2 separate regions of the Mus musculus genome follow, and region 1 is linked to region 2. Evidence: chromatin contacts called from public Hi-C data. All regions are on one chromosome and are shown on one strand. The core of a region is the stretch at or near the end of the contact, and the rest is flanking DNA. Distances in the headings are between cores, read along the strand shown. Region 1 has its middle 14 kb from the start of Smug1. Region 2 overlaps Gm36560 (a long non-coding RNA gene).

Region 1 (3,004 bases), core at 127-2,626, 400 kb before region 2:
AAAGCCCATGTCGGTTTTTTCTATTGCTCCCTCTGCTGAGCTAACAAACTACTTCGTGACTCTGCAACACTTCTACAAGGGCTCCGCCCTACGTGTCCAAGATTTTCAAACCTCGTTAGCCTGAATGTCTATGACTCCTTTGCAGATTCTAGAGGACCTTGGGAACATGGAGAGGAGCCCCCTTCTAGCCCTGGTTCCCGGACATTCCGTGGCTGAGAGTGAAGTTCTTCACACTGCCAGCAGAGGGCAACACGCACGCGAGGGCGGGCGAAGGATTCAGAGGGGCGCTGGAGGTCCACCTCAGGGAACTAACTAGCTTTGGGGCAGAGTTTGTAGGCCTGCTGGACATGGAGGGAATCTCCTGTTCTCTGCTTTATTTACAGGCTCTATAAAGCTAATCATATCAACTATAATTTGAAGCAGGAAGTTTGTACCTGACATGTCACATTCCCAAAAGAACCGTGAGGAGCTATGATTTCCATTCTCTAAAGAACGAACTAAAACTGAGGAAGGTTAAATCACGAGCCCAAGGTCACACAGCGGGAGCAAACAGGGGCACATAGGTGGTGCTAGGTGGCCCTGCCTGGGGGGTCTTGCCCCTCCAGCTCAGTGTGCAGCCTGCAGGCCCCAAGCCCAGCCCCTTCCTTCCGGCGCCCAGCAGGGTTCAAAGGAGGGCTGGGCGGGGAGCAATCCCCCCCAACCCCCAGCCTCCTGTCCAGGCCAGATGCCTTTGGGGCCTGGAGACAACGGCTGGAGAATGGGGCAGCCATAAACAGCGTCCTGGCTGCGGGAAGCTGTAAAACTAGCGGACTGAGGCTGGAATGCACAGGGATCCGGGAAGGATTTTCCGCAGGGTCTGGCTGATAGCATCTTTGGGGCCCTGGGGTCAAAGGGGAACCCGCCTCCCTTTCCTCCCCCAGCCCGTGGTCCTGCAGCCCAGTACTGTCTGTAGATGTTCATCACGTGTCTGTCTCCCAGCCTCTTTGCTTGTTCCCAGGCATAAGGTCCCTGTTTGAGCTTGCTGGCTGTGTGGCTTTGCTTTGGTCCCCTTCCTTGTGAAATGAGAACTACTGCAACCACATTTATCAGATCTTAAAGCACGCAGGACATGGCCTCGCTCAATTGTTTATTCATTTCTAAATACCACTGCGTTCGAAATTCCTTTTCTGTAGAGGGATCAGGGCCAGTGGAGAATCCGTCTCATTCTTATCACAGCCTTTCCTGGGATCCCGGAGGGCGGGGCGGGGGAGGGGAGCAATTGGATGGGACGAGCCTAAGGACCAGGTGAAGCTGGACAGCCTACCTGCCAACAGGCCGGGCTCTCAAACCTAGCTCCTGCAGGAGAGGCTGCCACGCCACACTTGACCAGCAGGGGGAAGCAGATGCCCGGCCTGTAGCACCCAGAAGTGGTGTGCCAGCTCGGCTCCGCATTGGGTGGTTAGAGCTGAGGAAAGCAAAGGGAGACCAAGGCGTGCGAACCGCAAGGTCAATGCCCTTACCTCTGAACCTCTGTGTACGAGAGTGAGGTAGTTTCCAGGTGAAATGCACAGAGGTCACGTGTCTTAGAATGCACCCAAACGCCAAGTCATCATTTTATTATGGTCAGAGGGGACTCAGATTGTCTGATGGTCCAGTGCCTTAATCTTGAGATGAGATAGCTGAAGCTGGGGGAGGTCAAACGGCTAATCCAGGCTTGCAGCAGTTTGTGTATACATCCCTGCTGCCGTTACTAGTGAGGTCGGTGCATCTGTCGGTATGAAGCAGCCTGAGAATCTACCCCAGGGTGCCTGCTGAAGGTCCTGCTGTCCTCTCACTGGTAACTCTCCTGCCTCTGCCTTGACCTCTCTCTTATGGTTCAGGTGAACCGACTACATGAAGGCTAAGCACTTTCTTCCCTTGACTCCAGTGTTGGGAGCAGGGCAGGACCTCTGGTAATAAAAATGTAAACCTTGCTAGGTGTCGTGTTTCACACCTTTAATCTCAGCAGCAAGGGGACAGAGATAGGTGGATTCTTGTGAGTTCAGGGCCAGCCTGGTCTACATAGTGAGTTCCAGGATTACATAGTGAGACACACTGTTTTGGAAAAGAAAGAAAGACAAATCTCTCTCTCTCTCTCTCTCTCTCTCATTCTCTCTTCATCATCATCATCATCATCCAGATTGGACAAAATCCACCATGTATCTGAAGATGACCTTGAATTTCTGGTCCTCTGCTTCCATGTCTCTTGCTTCCACATCCCAAGTGGACCCACGTGTACCATTATGCCTCACGTGTACCATTATGCCTGTGATAGAATTTAGGGTAGAACCCAGGAATTCGTACGTGTACTATTCAAGCACTGTGCTGAGCTCTGTCTTCAAGCTAAGAGCCACTATTATTCCTTTCATTATTATAGCTGACACTTGTACCAAGATGATTGCCACACATATCACACCATTTAATTATTCGATCCCTCAAGAGCCCCACAGGGAGGGCATTTTGACCACTTGCCCTCCACACACAAGACATCGAGGCTCAGGAGGGTCAAGGGTCTGCCCTGAAATCACACAGCCAGCCAGCAACCCTAGCTGCCCTAGCTGAGTACCAAGTTCCAACCACACAATGGTGCCAGCCACTTGACAACCTACCCAGGTAGACTCTAGAATGCTCATCAAATGTCAATCACTTCTCATTCGCTATTGCCCTGAATCTCTAGCCAATTCCTGTGAATACGTTGCAGCGGAGGGAATGGAAGCTTCAATCAATAAGCAGAAGGGATAGGGGCAGGAACAGGGATAGGGCCAAGCCTCTCAGCCCGGCTGTCTGGCTCCAACTTGCTCCAAAGTCTGCCTTTACCAAAGTCACAAGCACAGTGATGTAGATTCAGAAACAAAACCTGGATTCCTAGAGGACCCAGGTTCGATTCTCAGCACCATGTGGCTACTCACAATCATCAGTAATTCCAGTTACAGGGGATCTGATGCCTTTTTCTGGTCCCCATAAGGTATGCAGATAGTGTGCAGAG
Region 2 (2,867 bases), core at 343-2,842:
AAACCATTCAGTCTGCCTTCTCATGTCAAAAACTAAGACACAACCCACTGAAGGACCTCAGGGCTTTGGTAAAGTCATGTTGCCAGTTGGCAGCAGAGACAAGACTAGAACTCAGGACACCTGGCTCTCAATTATGCATCTTCTAAGGAGATAGACCAAAGAAAACAGTAGAACCATCTTCAAGTTCATGATACAGTCACAGTAGTAAAAGAACCAACTACAAGAACCATAGGATGGTAGAGGGTTTAAAGCCAAATGCTTTATGTTCATAAGAAAGCTCTGGCTCCAAGTCACCATCCCTACCACCCCTTACCGAAGGCTGAAGCCACAGTCTGCTCAGTGTGCTCCAAACGCTGTTAATTTTCTTGGGCTATTCCCATTATTATTTGTTCCGCCTAGAGTTCACTGGCCAGCTCCAGCACCCTATTTATGGCTTATCAATCCTCTAAGACAAACAACTCAAATGTCATCCCTACAGTCTCCCCTGAGTCCACCAACCCACTCGCACCACTGCACCCAGAAATGACCACTCCCTGCTACTCTGATTTCCCAAGATGCTTTGCACTTTTCTCTGTCTACTTTGCATTGTGTTCTGACGTAGAATGCAAGTTCTTCAAAGGCAGGGGCCACCTTTCATGGTTTGTGTGCTTTTCCTCAATAATGCTTAGTATGCAGTCATTATTCAACCAGCCAACCAGAGCTCAGAGTCACATGTTAAAGAATGTCACCTGTTGCAGCCCAAACATCACATTCACTGATGCCCAAAGACGTCACCAACCATGCTTACCCCCAGAAAAAGCTCAAATACCTCCCAACATTCTGCTTTTCTACGCACCACATGACATAATCCCATTTGGGTTTGTCTAACTCATGTAGCTTCATGTACTAATTAAGCTGTAAGACACAACAGGGCATGAATTTATTGTGCAATAATTCACACGCGGGATGTTTGCGCAGTGCTTGGGCGTGAGTTATGACACATTAATTCACGGCCTAGAGGGCCTCATTGCAATTACAGAACCATTTTTTAAATATCATCTGGATTTTAAAGTACAAATATTGGTTCCCCCCACTCCAAGTCTTGGGACCCTTTGCTTCCAAATGCAGCTGACTCCCTTTCTTCTCGTTCTCTGCTCTCCTTACCTATTCAGCTGTACTGATGGCAAAGAGTGGTCAATGCAACCTTCCACTGGACTCACAGAGGAGGACCACAGGGGTCCTGTGAAGAGGGAGGAAGAGGAAGATGGGCAGAGACATTCTAACAACCTGCAAGACAAGAGAGCCAGCCCATGGGTCAGGAGACACTGGAGAAGCAGATGCAACAGCCAGCCAGCTAAGGACTATTACTCAGAACAAAGGGGAGCCAGAAAAGACTTTTATGAATCCTGACATTCAATAAACCTCACCGCACAGAACCAAGCAAAATTCACTGTGGTTTTTATGCCCACTATTAGGAGAGGATGATGGGAAAGAAAGAAAGAAATGTCATCTGGCTCAGAAACTCACAACAAAAAAACCAGTTCCTTGCTCTTCTCTCTGCCTGTGGCTCTGAGGGAGAGAGGTGAGCTCATCTCTGTGGCCAACTCTCCTGCTGGCCCCATGGCGCTCTGTACACACCCTACACCACCTGTGATGTCACTCACCAACCGCCTGCAGAATCTGCCCTGCTTGCTCTCTGAGCTTGTATTAAAACACTCACTTATAACTCCCTATTAATTTTTCACGAGGAGTTATTTTTAACTCGCTCAAACCATTGTCTGAATATGCCAAATATATTTTCTTAATGAACGATCTCGGCGTGTGGTTCCTCCTTCTCTGACTCCCCCGCTGCTATTCAAATGGTCCCCTCCTCACAGGGAGCACAGTTTGGATGAGCAACTCACAGCAATGTCCCGGAAATGAGTAGCAGAGAACAGAGAAGAAAAAAAAAATGTCACATATTCCTCTTTCTCACTCAGGCTTTGGATGTGAGAGGATTTCGTGAAACATGGGTTTTTGAAAATAGAAAGATCAAGTCAAAATTGAAATATTTTGGAGACTGGAGCTGTAGCTCAATTTGTAGTGTGTGCTTAGCCTGTGCAAAGCTCTGAGCATTTTCTCTAGGAAGAAAACAAAAACCAGGAGAAGGAGGGAGGGAGGGGAGGGGAGGAGGGAGGGAGGGGAGGGGGGAGGGGAGGGGAGGAATGAGGGAAGTAGGACTTCTCTATATATTATCCAAAGGAACCCAATGGGGTTATTGGAACAGGCCTTCTAGACTCCTTTACTGGCTATTCAATAATCCTATTTTTATTATTATCATTATTATTATTATTATTTCACAACCAAAGAAGATAAAGAGCATCGTCAAGCATGGTGGCACTCACCCAATGTCCCAGCACTTGAGTGGCTGAGGCCACAGGATCACAAGTTCAAGGCTGGAACCTGGGCTACATACCAAGTTTGAAGTCAACCTCAGATGTATAATGAGGCCATGTCTCAAATAAAAAGAGGAGGAAGAACAGGAAGAGAACGGAAAGGCAGGAGGGAAAATACTAAAATAAAAGACTAGGGGCCAGAGAGATGGTTAAGAGCAGTTGCTGTTCTTTCAGAGAACCAGAGTTTGATTCCCAGCACCCACACATAGGGTGATTCACAACTGCCTGTAACTCCATCTCCAGGAAATCCAATGTCCTCTTGTAGCTTCTGTGGGTGGCCGCATATAAATACATATGCATGAAAATAAAGTAAAATAAAATGTAATAAAGAAGGAAACATTAAAGCAAGGAGTCTTTTTAAAGGGTTTTTGAAGTGTGGCCTTGCCATGTAGCCCTAGCTGGCCTGAAGCTTACTACGTAGGCCAGGCTAACCTTATACTCAGAGATCTGCCT

What was found. Hi-C and Micro-C count contacts between places; a contact is called where the count stands out from the background.
Region 1: a Hi-C map of muscle stem cells shows a contact between it and region 2, with 8 times the contacts expected there. The contact joins two enhancer-like sites. A contact is called at or near these places in 2 of 39 promoter capture datasets (the 3T3-L1 cell line and embryonic stem cells), 7 of 15 datasets of contacts at CTCF or cohesin (the G1E-ER4 cell line, embryonic stem cells, hippocampal excitatory neurons and 3 more), 99 of 484 Hi-C or Micro-C datasets (the 3T3-L1 cell line, the AML12 cell line, the AtT-20 cell line and 57 more), 18 of 115 datasets of contacts at active chromatin or transcription factors (bone marrow-derived dendritic cells, craniofacial prominence, differentiating embryonic stem cells and 12 more) and 4 of 9 other capture datasets (adipose tissue, embryonic tail, liver and 1 more).

The regions. Positions count from the first base shown.
Region 1 is chr15:103,175,608-103,178,611 of GRCm38.p6, reverse strand. No RefSeq gene overlaps it. Among named protein-coding and RNA genes, the nearest start is that of Smug1, 14 kb to the right of the region's middle. Within about 2 kb of position 1,376, at least 28 of the 459 cell types and tissues checked have an H3K27ac peak or open chromatin away from gene starts, as enhancers often do. A contact at or near this core is called in muscle stem cells, where this site is marked.
Region 2 is chr15:102,775,381-102,778,247 of GRCm38.p6, reverse strand. The region is part of intron 4 of Gm36560 (a long non-coding RNA gene); the gene reads right to left. Among named protein-coding and RNA genes, the nearest start is that of Gm36560, 23 kb to the right of the region's middle. Within about 2 kb of position 1,592, at least 13 of the 459 cell types and tissues checked have an H3K27ac peak or open chromatin away from gene starts, as enhancers often do. A contact at or near this core is called in muscle stem cells, where this site is marked.